Linked DNA regions of Gossypium hirsutum: regions 1 and 2 are each linked to region 3. The links are chromatin contacts, called in public Hi-C maps. All regions are on one chromosome and are shown on one strand. Each heading gives the region's core, a stretch centred on a gene start, on an enhancer-like site or on the middle of the called end of the contact. The rest is flanking DNA. Distances are from core to core; before and after follow the strand shown. Region 1 has its middle 37 kb from the start of LOC121210158. Region 2 has its middle 13 kb from the start of LOC121210779. Region 3 holds the start of LOC107899435 (LOB domain-containing protein 38).

Region 1 (2,700 bases), core at 153-2,652, 200 kb before region 3:
TTTCAAATTAAAAATATAAACAATAACTCTTGTAAAAAATGAGATTTCTATAAAATAAACGAAAATTTTTTCTTTTCTATATTAAAAATAAGTCATAAAAATAATTAATTATTATTAATTATTAATTTATTACTAAGTAGGATAGTGAATAGCTCCTCTTTTTACCCTCTCTCAAATAAAATGTACAACACTGAAATTCAAACGAAAAAGACTGGTAGAAGTTTGAGATGAACGGTGAATTTCTCATAGTTTAAGTGAAAAAAGAGAGTACAAGACAAATAGAGGAATATTGCGAAGCGAAAATAGGTTGAAAGTGAGGGATAATGATAAATTTTTAGGGTTTTTTGTTTTATCTTTTTTTCTGTTATGGGCTTAAAGTAGATGGGCTTGTGATATATAAAGTGAAAATTTGATCCAAATTTAGTTGAAGTGTAATTTTTTAAGGGTAAATATTTGTGAAATTTTTTTAAATTTTTTTTATAAATTGTGTTATAAATTTATCACATGTTTTATTTTATTATTTTTTATTATTCCTTACATATATTTGATATCACCTTAAACCTTGTTTATAATTTTTTTAAAATTTTAGCGACAATATATAAAATATTTTTCTTCTTTTAAAAGTGTTTTTTAATTATTGGTTATGATATTATTAAAAAGATTACACCAATAAATAATAAATGAAACAAATTAGACCCGAAAACATTTATATTCACACGATTTTCTTTATTCGATAAACCGATAAATGTGGGGTGAAGGAGGAAAAGTGATTGGGAGCTGACACGATTCACGTGCAGGAAAACATTCTTCAACGTCAGCAGAAACCGATGTTCCTGACCGGTCTATTATAAACTAATAAAAGTATATATTTTAAATATTAAAAACAGGTCATATTTATTTATTAATAAAATATCATATCCTAATAAATCCAGCTGGTTCAGACTAAACCGAACAGATGATATGACCATTAGAAAGGCCTGATGCATCCCCCAAGGTTTTTGGGGCCAAACTTTCTTGAGTCAACTATCTAAAGCAAGCTATTCCCCACCAACCTCGCCCCAAATCCAACCTATTTTAATTTCTTTCTAAAGAATTTAGTATTTAGGCAATAAGGTATGAAAATTAAAATAATTATAAAGTATACTCTTAATAAAAAAGAACAAATTTCACAAGTATTTTTTTATATATTTTTAAATATAATTGAAGTTTTCCATTATATTGTATCTTTCAAAAATGTATTAAAGTTGAAGTTGTGAAACTTTGATAAGTGACGTCGGAATTTCGTGTAGGTGTGAATTTTTTTAAATTTATGCATATCTTTAAATATATATAAATGTGATGTGATTCTCTATAATAGTTGGTGGGGCAAAGGTGTCACGTGAAGTCCAGGTGTGATCAACATTATTGGCCCCTCCTATTTGCCACCTCTTATCAGAAGAAGACGATGGTCCAATGATCCATAAACGCAGAGCGCTACCCTTCCCTTATCACCTATCCTATCACCCCTCCCTATTCTTTTCATCATTTACATGAAAACCAAAGTTTTAAGTTTACCCTGTGAATCAGAGTTGCCCTTTCCAACCAACAAAAAATATGACACTTATTTATAGGAATAAACCAACATCAATGGATACAAATATTTTGCGTAAATTGAAAATCTTACAAGCATGAAGTAGAAAAACCAAATATTGAAATTAATATGAGTCAATTTCAGAAATTATAAAATAGCAACGTCACCTCCATCCACTTTCAGGTACGACACAGAGCTGAGCTGCCCCAACTTGGCTGCCAACTTCCAATTCCAAACCTCTTTTCTATCTTTAACAATTATGTGCTGCATTTTTCTTTCTTTCTTTCTTTGTTTATGGGAGTTTTTTTATTCAACACATTAAAAGGCCATTGCCATTGATTTTCTTTCTTTCTTTTTAAATTGCATGTTGAATTTATATATATATATTGTCTTTTTAAAGTTTATATATTTAAATAAAATAATTTAAATATAATAATTAAAATAAAATTACATCAAATTCACACGACAACTATGTATCGTAAATTATATAAATGATATCTTTTGGAAAAATTATTCAATTAATGTACTCTTCCTATTTAAAATTACCATGCAATTATCAACAAAATAAAAGAACGATGATTGTTAACATCCAAGTGATACGGTTCAAACCCTTTTAATGTAATTTTTCCATGCTCAAATTTCAACTTACCTTTGTAGCAAGAAGTAAGTAAAAACATACATATAGTTTATTTTTATTTAATGATTTGATATGGTGCTAACTCATTTTATTAGTTTAACAAATTTTTTAAAATTATAAATATATATAATTAATGATAATTTTTATTTAAGTTACTAAACTATTTAAACATTTTTATTTAAGTCACTATGTTGTTATTTCTTTTTAAAATTCAGCTAGCAAGTTCTAAGCGATAATTCGAAGATTAGTACGGTGTATCAATGTTCATTGATGAGTAAATGAATATACCTTAGATCCAATTCAATTTGGAGGTCAGTACCGAAAATTAAAAAATAAATTGTTTGGACTTTGATTTGTACATTTATGACATTCAAAACTATTTTGATTGGTGTAAGCGATGTAAAAAAAATGTCATACAATAACTATTTTAACATTATGATGATATCAATAAAAACTTTTAAATAATTCAATAATCACTTTATAAATTTAAAAA
Region 2 (2,700 bases), core at 95-2,594, 190 kb after region 3:
GCACTCATTTGGGTATTTGAATTTTCAAAATGCATCAAAAAGACCCTCAGACCTTTTCAAAAAAACCAATTAAGCCCCTACTCTTTTTCGCATTCAATTGGGTACTTGAACTTTCAAAATACATCAAAAAGATCCTCAAACTTTTTCAAAAATAAAAGCAATTAAGCCCCTACATTTATTAAAAATTAGACAAAAATTTAAAAAAAAATAAAATCTATAAATTTTATTAAATTTTAATTAAAAAATAAATATTAAAAAATTATAAAAATTATAAAAAATTATAAAATATATAGAAATATAAAAAAAATTATAAAATTTTATGAAGTTATAAGAAAGTTATACAAAATGTAAAGAAATATAAATTTAGTAAAAAACTTTATAAAAATTATCGTACCAAAAAAAGTATTTTATAATTTTTCTATAACTTTTATTGATTTTTATTTTTTTTATCTTTTTTTCGCTACATGTCATGCTGTGTTGCAACACGTGATGACTTTAATTGAAAAAAAACTAGAGGTCACTAATTTTTTTATGATTTTTATAAAATTTTAAATTTTTTTATTTTTTTTAAGATTTTTATAAAAAAATTTAATTTTTTATATTTTTATTAAAATTTAATAATTTTTCTAAAATTTAATAATTTTTATAATATTTTTTTCTAATTTTTAATAAGTGCAAGGGTTTAATTGCTTTTTTAAAAATTTTTGAGGATCTTTTTAATGCATTTTGAAAGTTTAAGTATCTAATTGAATGGGAAAAAAACAGGTGCTTAAGTTCTTTTTTTAACAAGTTTGAGGGAATTTTTTTTATACATTTTGAAAGTTCAAGTGCTCAATTAAGTGTAAAAATAAAGGAGGGACTTAATTACTTTATTTATTTATTTTAAATTTAAAGACTTTTTACACTATTAAACCAAATTTAAATACTAAACTTGAGATATAATTTTGAGATTTGTTGTAATTAAGGGATAGGTTAATTTTTTTTAATGGTCAAGTGGATAAGTTAACCCAACTTTAAAAAAGTTTCCTCTCATATTTACAAAGAATCAATCAAAAGCTTAACACAGGATGTTTGTAGGTGGGTGACGAAGATAAGCCTAATCTACCGTCCTATAAGTTCCTGCACTTTAAACACAAATATTATACACTTTCTGATTGTCAGCCAAAACCCAATCTCATTTTGATTTCAGTAATACCACTAGCACTGTAATTTGCCAAATGTTGGGATTTTCCTTTTTATTTTTTAATGGCTAAATCAGCAGAAAATGCCAACCACAGATGGTTTGACAGTCCCCAAATGAAATTCCATTATCTTTTTTCTTTTTCTCTTTCTTTTGATTGGGACTAATGACCCCATAATATGGGCAAATGGTAGTGGCATTATGAAGGTTGCTGTTGGGACCATCCATCCTCCAAATAAAGCAGAGGAAAATAACGTTTTCTTTTTGTCAATAACAACAAAAAAAAACCTCAAATCATCAGGAAATGCAGGCAATATCTCAAAGATTCCGATTTGTGGGGTCGACTGCAATTTGGAAGTCCCCCTCTTGTTTGTTTAAAAACGATGAAAAAGTAAAACCCAGTCCAGCTGTTGGGTTACTTTTAAGCAACCCATTTAATCATATCCAAAATCCTCTTATATGCTAATTGATGTTTACGTCATAAACGTACGATGTTGAATCAAATAATGTTGAAATTCACTTGGATGATGATAATAAGTTTAAGAAAAACAATGTTCCACCAAGTACAGGGTATCATTCTGCAATGAGTGGTTCATATTGTATTATCTTTACAGCCCATAGGCTTTAGGGTTTTCATTTATTATTATTGTTGTTGTTTATGGCTTAACCCCTTTTTTCAGTTTTTAACTACCGTTGTTGATGTCTTGATAATATTTCAAAAGCTCAATCAATGCCTAGTGGTCCGTCCATTTTGGAAGACTTGTCAGCCATTAATTTTAAGGGAGTTTAACCTACTTCCTCCAATGGTTGCCATTTTAGACTGCTGTTTTAAAATTTCAATTCTGTCAGATACTTTTCTTGAATCCAAAAGCTTAATTATTAATGGTTTGTTTAATAAAAATGACAGACGACCATCTTTAAAAGCCATAATTTTGTAAGGGTTTAATTTATTTTTCTATTTTTCATTTAAGAGTAATAAGTCTATCATTTATCAAATGATATAATTATATTCTATATTTAATTTTAAATAATATACTAGATAACTTGTATAACTTGAATTTTTAGCACTTATTATTTTTCAACCATTAATTTTTAACTTATCAAACACAGCCTTAGTTTATTTACTTTTTTATAAAATTAAATTTCAAACTTGTATACGCACTCGTTTAAATTACCACATAGGTATGGCCTGCAAATTGATCCTACAACCTTGGGGATATGGTGAATATCTTTAACCAATAGATCAAAGGTTGGTGTTCAGGGGCGAAGCTAGAAAAATTTTTTAGGGGGCCGGATGAAATTTTAATTTTTTATAGTTTATATCTTTATAATTTGTAAATGATTAAATTGAATTTTTATAATTTTAGGGGGTCAGTGCAATTTTAAATTTACTAATTTAAAATTTTTAAAAAAATTTAAGGACCTAAAAAATAATTTTACATTTTAGGGAGGCCGGGGCCCATGCCGGCCCCCTAGCTTCTCCCCTATTGGCATTCTAAGTTTTGTTTGATAAACTGAAA
Region 3 (2,700 bases), core at 129-2,628:
CAAACTCGCCGGAAAATTCATTTCCGGGGAAACACCTCCCCAGAAGTATCCAAAAATAATCTAAACCCCGGTTGCGGTGGTGGTAGCGGTAGAAATGAAGAATATTACATCGAAACTAGATCATTCCAAAAAAAAAAAAACCCTCCTCTTCAAACAAACAACTTGAGTAATTTTTTATCAGTTCCTCTGCTGCCTTGCCCTTGTTGATCTGCAAAAACACTTTCGAAGCACGTCGTCGTCACAGATTCCTCCGAGTTCATAGACGGAGTCCCTGGTCGTCGATTATCGGTAGCTCGCTTGCCTGTAAAGCTCGGGGTCAAGCCAAGATCTAGATCAGAGGGCTGTAGTTTCTTGAATTCTTCTTCGACTCTTTTACGCTTGGGTGAAACCCTGGATCTCGAATTTGAGAATCGACAGTTGGAGTTGAGATTCGTGGATGTCTCTCGCAATTTCCACATGTCCGTGCACGTGGCTTCGGACGTTTTGTCGGATGCTGGCGTCGGAGACATGAGTTCAGGCATGGAACGTAGAGATCCTCCTCGCAGGACGGTTTCCACCGCCGCTTGGCAAACGTGCCAGTTTCCGGTCCACAAAAGCCCCACGGCTCCGTTCACAGGGTTCACTGTTCTCCCACAAGCTTCGAGCAACAGCGACTGGAATAAAGCTGATCCAAAGATTAAGAAGCAATTGGAGTCAGAATTTGGTATGAGAAACAATAAGAGAAGAACAAAAAGAGAGAAAAGATAGAGGGCATGGGCATACCAGGGCGTTGAGATTCAGGAACGGCGGAAATAAAGGACATGAGACCAGCACGGCCGAAAAACTTGGCAACGAAAACAGTGGCGTAGCCTTGAGCTTCAGGGCTCTCAATCCATTGCAAACAAGGACGTAATATACAAGACTCACTGCAGCCTTTCCGTAAGACTCGGCAGCCGTTGCAACTCATGATCGGACTCAAGATTCAAGACTCAACTCAACAACTATGTAGTACTACACTTTTCCTGGCTTAGCATGAAAACCAATGTACTCTCTGAAACTTGGTTGCGCAGGCAGGGTGGCTGGCTGGTGTTAACAATGGAGAAATGGAAGAGAGAGAGAATAAGGGTGAGAAATGAGAGAGGAAGGAGGGTTTTAAAGAGGCGGGGAGGGGGGAAGGGAGACTAAACCCAGGAGTTGAGTTGAGTTAGGGGGTTGGGTTAGCGGGGAGTAGTGGGTTTAGTGTGGGAACAGTGCCTTGGGATGAGGGGAAGTGAAGAGGTTATAGATTCCAAAGTCCTGGGCATGAGCGGCCCCGTGTTTCCGCGAATGCTTGTCGCTCCACCGTTGGAAAATTTCTTTTCCCTTTTACATAAGATTCCCCTACTTCCCAGTTTTAAGTTTTCTTATATTTATTTTTTTAAAAAATAATTAACTGGTCAAATTTATTACAATTATTAACTTTATATTTCAGTCCAAATTATTAATATTTATAAAAATTTTAAAGTTAATTACTGTAATTTTCATTTTAAATTGATTTTTAAACTTTAAAGTTAAAAATGGTTTTGTACTCTTCTATATATTTTTATATAATTAATAATTTACTGTAATTCTCATTTTAAATTGGTTCTTAAACTTTAAAGTTAAAAATGATTTTGTACTCTTCTATATATTTTTGTATAATTAATGATTTAATTATTTAACTTCTGAATTTTTTGATATAATAATACTTTTCATGCATATACATTTTCAAATCGATCTGATATATTTATCATATCGATCTAAAAAGTGTATATATTAATATTTATTGAACAAATTAAAGTTTTTTAAACAGACCTTATTTTTTTATCTAAGCCTATTTTTCGAATCTAATTTTTTCTCAAACCCTCCCACATTTCGAGTGGACCTTCAAGCCGGGCCAGGTGGCCCGACCCATGAATAAGCCTAAAGTGAATCCCTCTCCATGAATTACAATATATATATTTATCATTACCTCAAGTTAATTTGTTTTTTATTTGAATATAGTGAAAAAAATTAGTTACTAAAATAGATATTTTTAAGGTTGTTTTTTAGAATAGTAGTTTAATATTCACGAGTGTCAGGTTTCTTTAAGAGTAAAGCAGTTGATTTTATTTCCAAGCCCAAGATTCTCGGAAAGTACAAAAAGTGCATCTAGTGTATATTCAAAGATCTTGACACCTACAAGTGTCGAGTTGATTGCAAAATAAACACCAGGGTATTTTCATTTAGTGATGACTATTAGCTTTTTAATTGTATTTAATAAAAGAAGACCTTAACACTCATGAATGTCGAGTTATATATAATTTGTTTGCATTTAATTTTTGACTTTTAAGGATTTTAACCTTAAAAAGTAGTGTTCAAGTCTACTTTAATTAAAATTTTATCAGTTTGGAAAACATAACTCTAATAAATGTATTCACAAGAACATAATGGGTGTTGAGTTCTTCTATATTTTAAATTTCATCATTTGGGGTTAACCTAATCTTAGTAAATTCATTCAATGGACATCGAAACACATAGATGTCGAGTTCTATATAATTTTTTTACCATGCCTATAAATAGCCTTTCCCTTCATTGATTTTTTCACACAACCAAAACTTTTTTTACATCATTGTTGAGTTTCACAAAATTTTTTGACGGAATAAGTTGGTGACTGCAAACTCACTATTGTCTTCAATCGAACATTAATTCAAATTGAGCAAT

What was found. Hi-C and Micro-C count contacts between places; a contact is called where the count stands out from the background.
Region 1: a contact with region 3 is called in a Hi-C map of leaf, with 1.8 times the contacts expected there. The contact joins the enhancer-like site here to the promoter of LOC107899435 in region 3. A contact is called at or near these places in 4 of 34 Hi-C or Micro-C datasets (callus and leaf).
Region 2: a contact with region 3 is called in a Hi-C map of leaf, with 1.9 times the contacts expected there. The contact joins the enhancer-like site here to the promoter of LOC107899435 in region 3. A contact is called at or near these places in 6 of 34 Hi-C or Micro-C datasets (hypocotyl, leaf and petal).

What each region holds. Positions count from the first base shown.
Region 1 is chrA11:64,040,468-64,043,167 of Gossypium_hirsutum_v2.1, reverse strand. No RefSeq gene overlaps it. Among protein-coding and RNA genes, the nearest start is that of LOC121210158, 37 kb to the left of the region's middle. Within about 2 kb of position 1,402, at least 3 of the 9 cell types and tissues checked have an H3K27ac peak or open chromatin away from gene starts, as enhancers often do. A contact at or near this core is called in leaf, where this site is marked.
Region 2 is chrA11:63,646,710-63,649,409 of Gossypium_hirsutum_v2.1, reverse strand. No RefSeq gene overlaps it. Among protein-coding and RNA genes, the nearest start is that of LOC121210779, 13 kb to the left of the region's middle. Within about 2 kb of position 1,344, at least 3 of the 9 cell types and tissues checked have an H3K27ac peak or open chromatin away from gene starts, as enhancers often do. A contact at or near this core is called in hypocotyl and leaf, where this site is marked.
Region 3 is chrA11:63,835,625-63,838,324 of Gossypium_hirsutum_v2.1, reverse strand. LOC107899435 (LOB domain-containing protein 38) reads right to left here and starts at 1,378. Exons shown (of 2, transcript XM_016825154.2): 1 at 763-1,378; 2 at 1-664. The coding sequence starts at 946. The coding sequence ends at 150.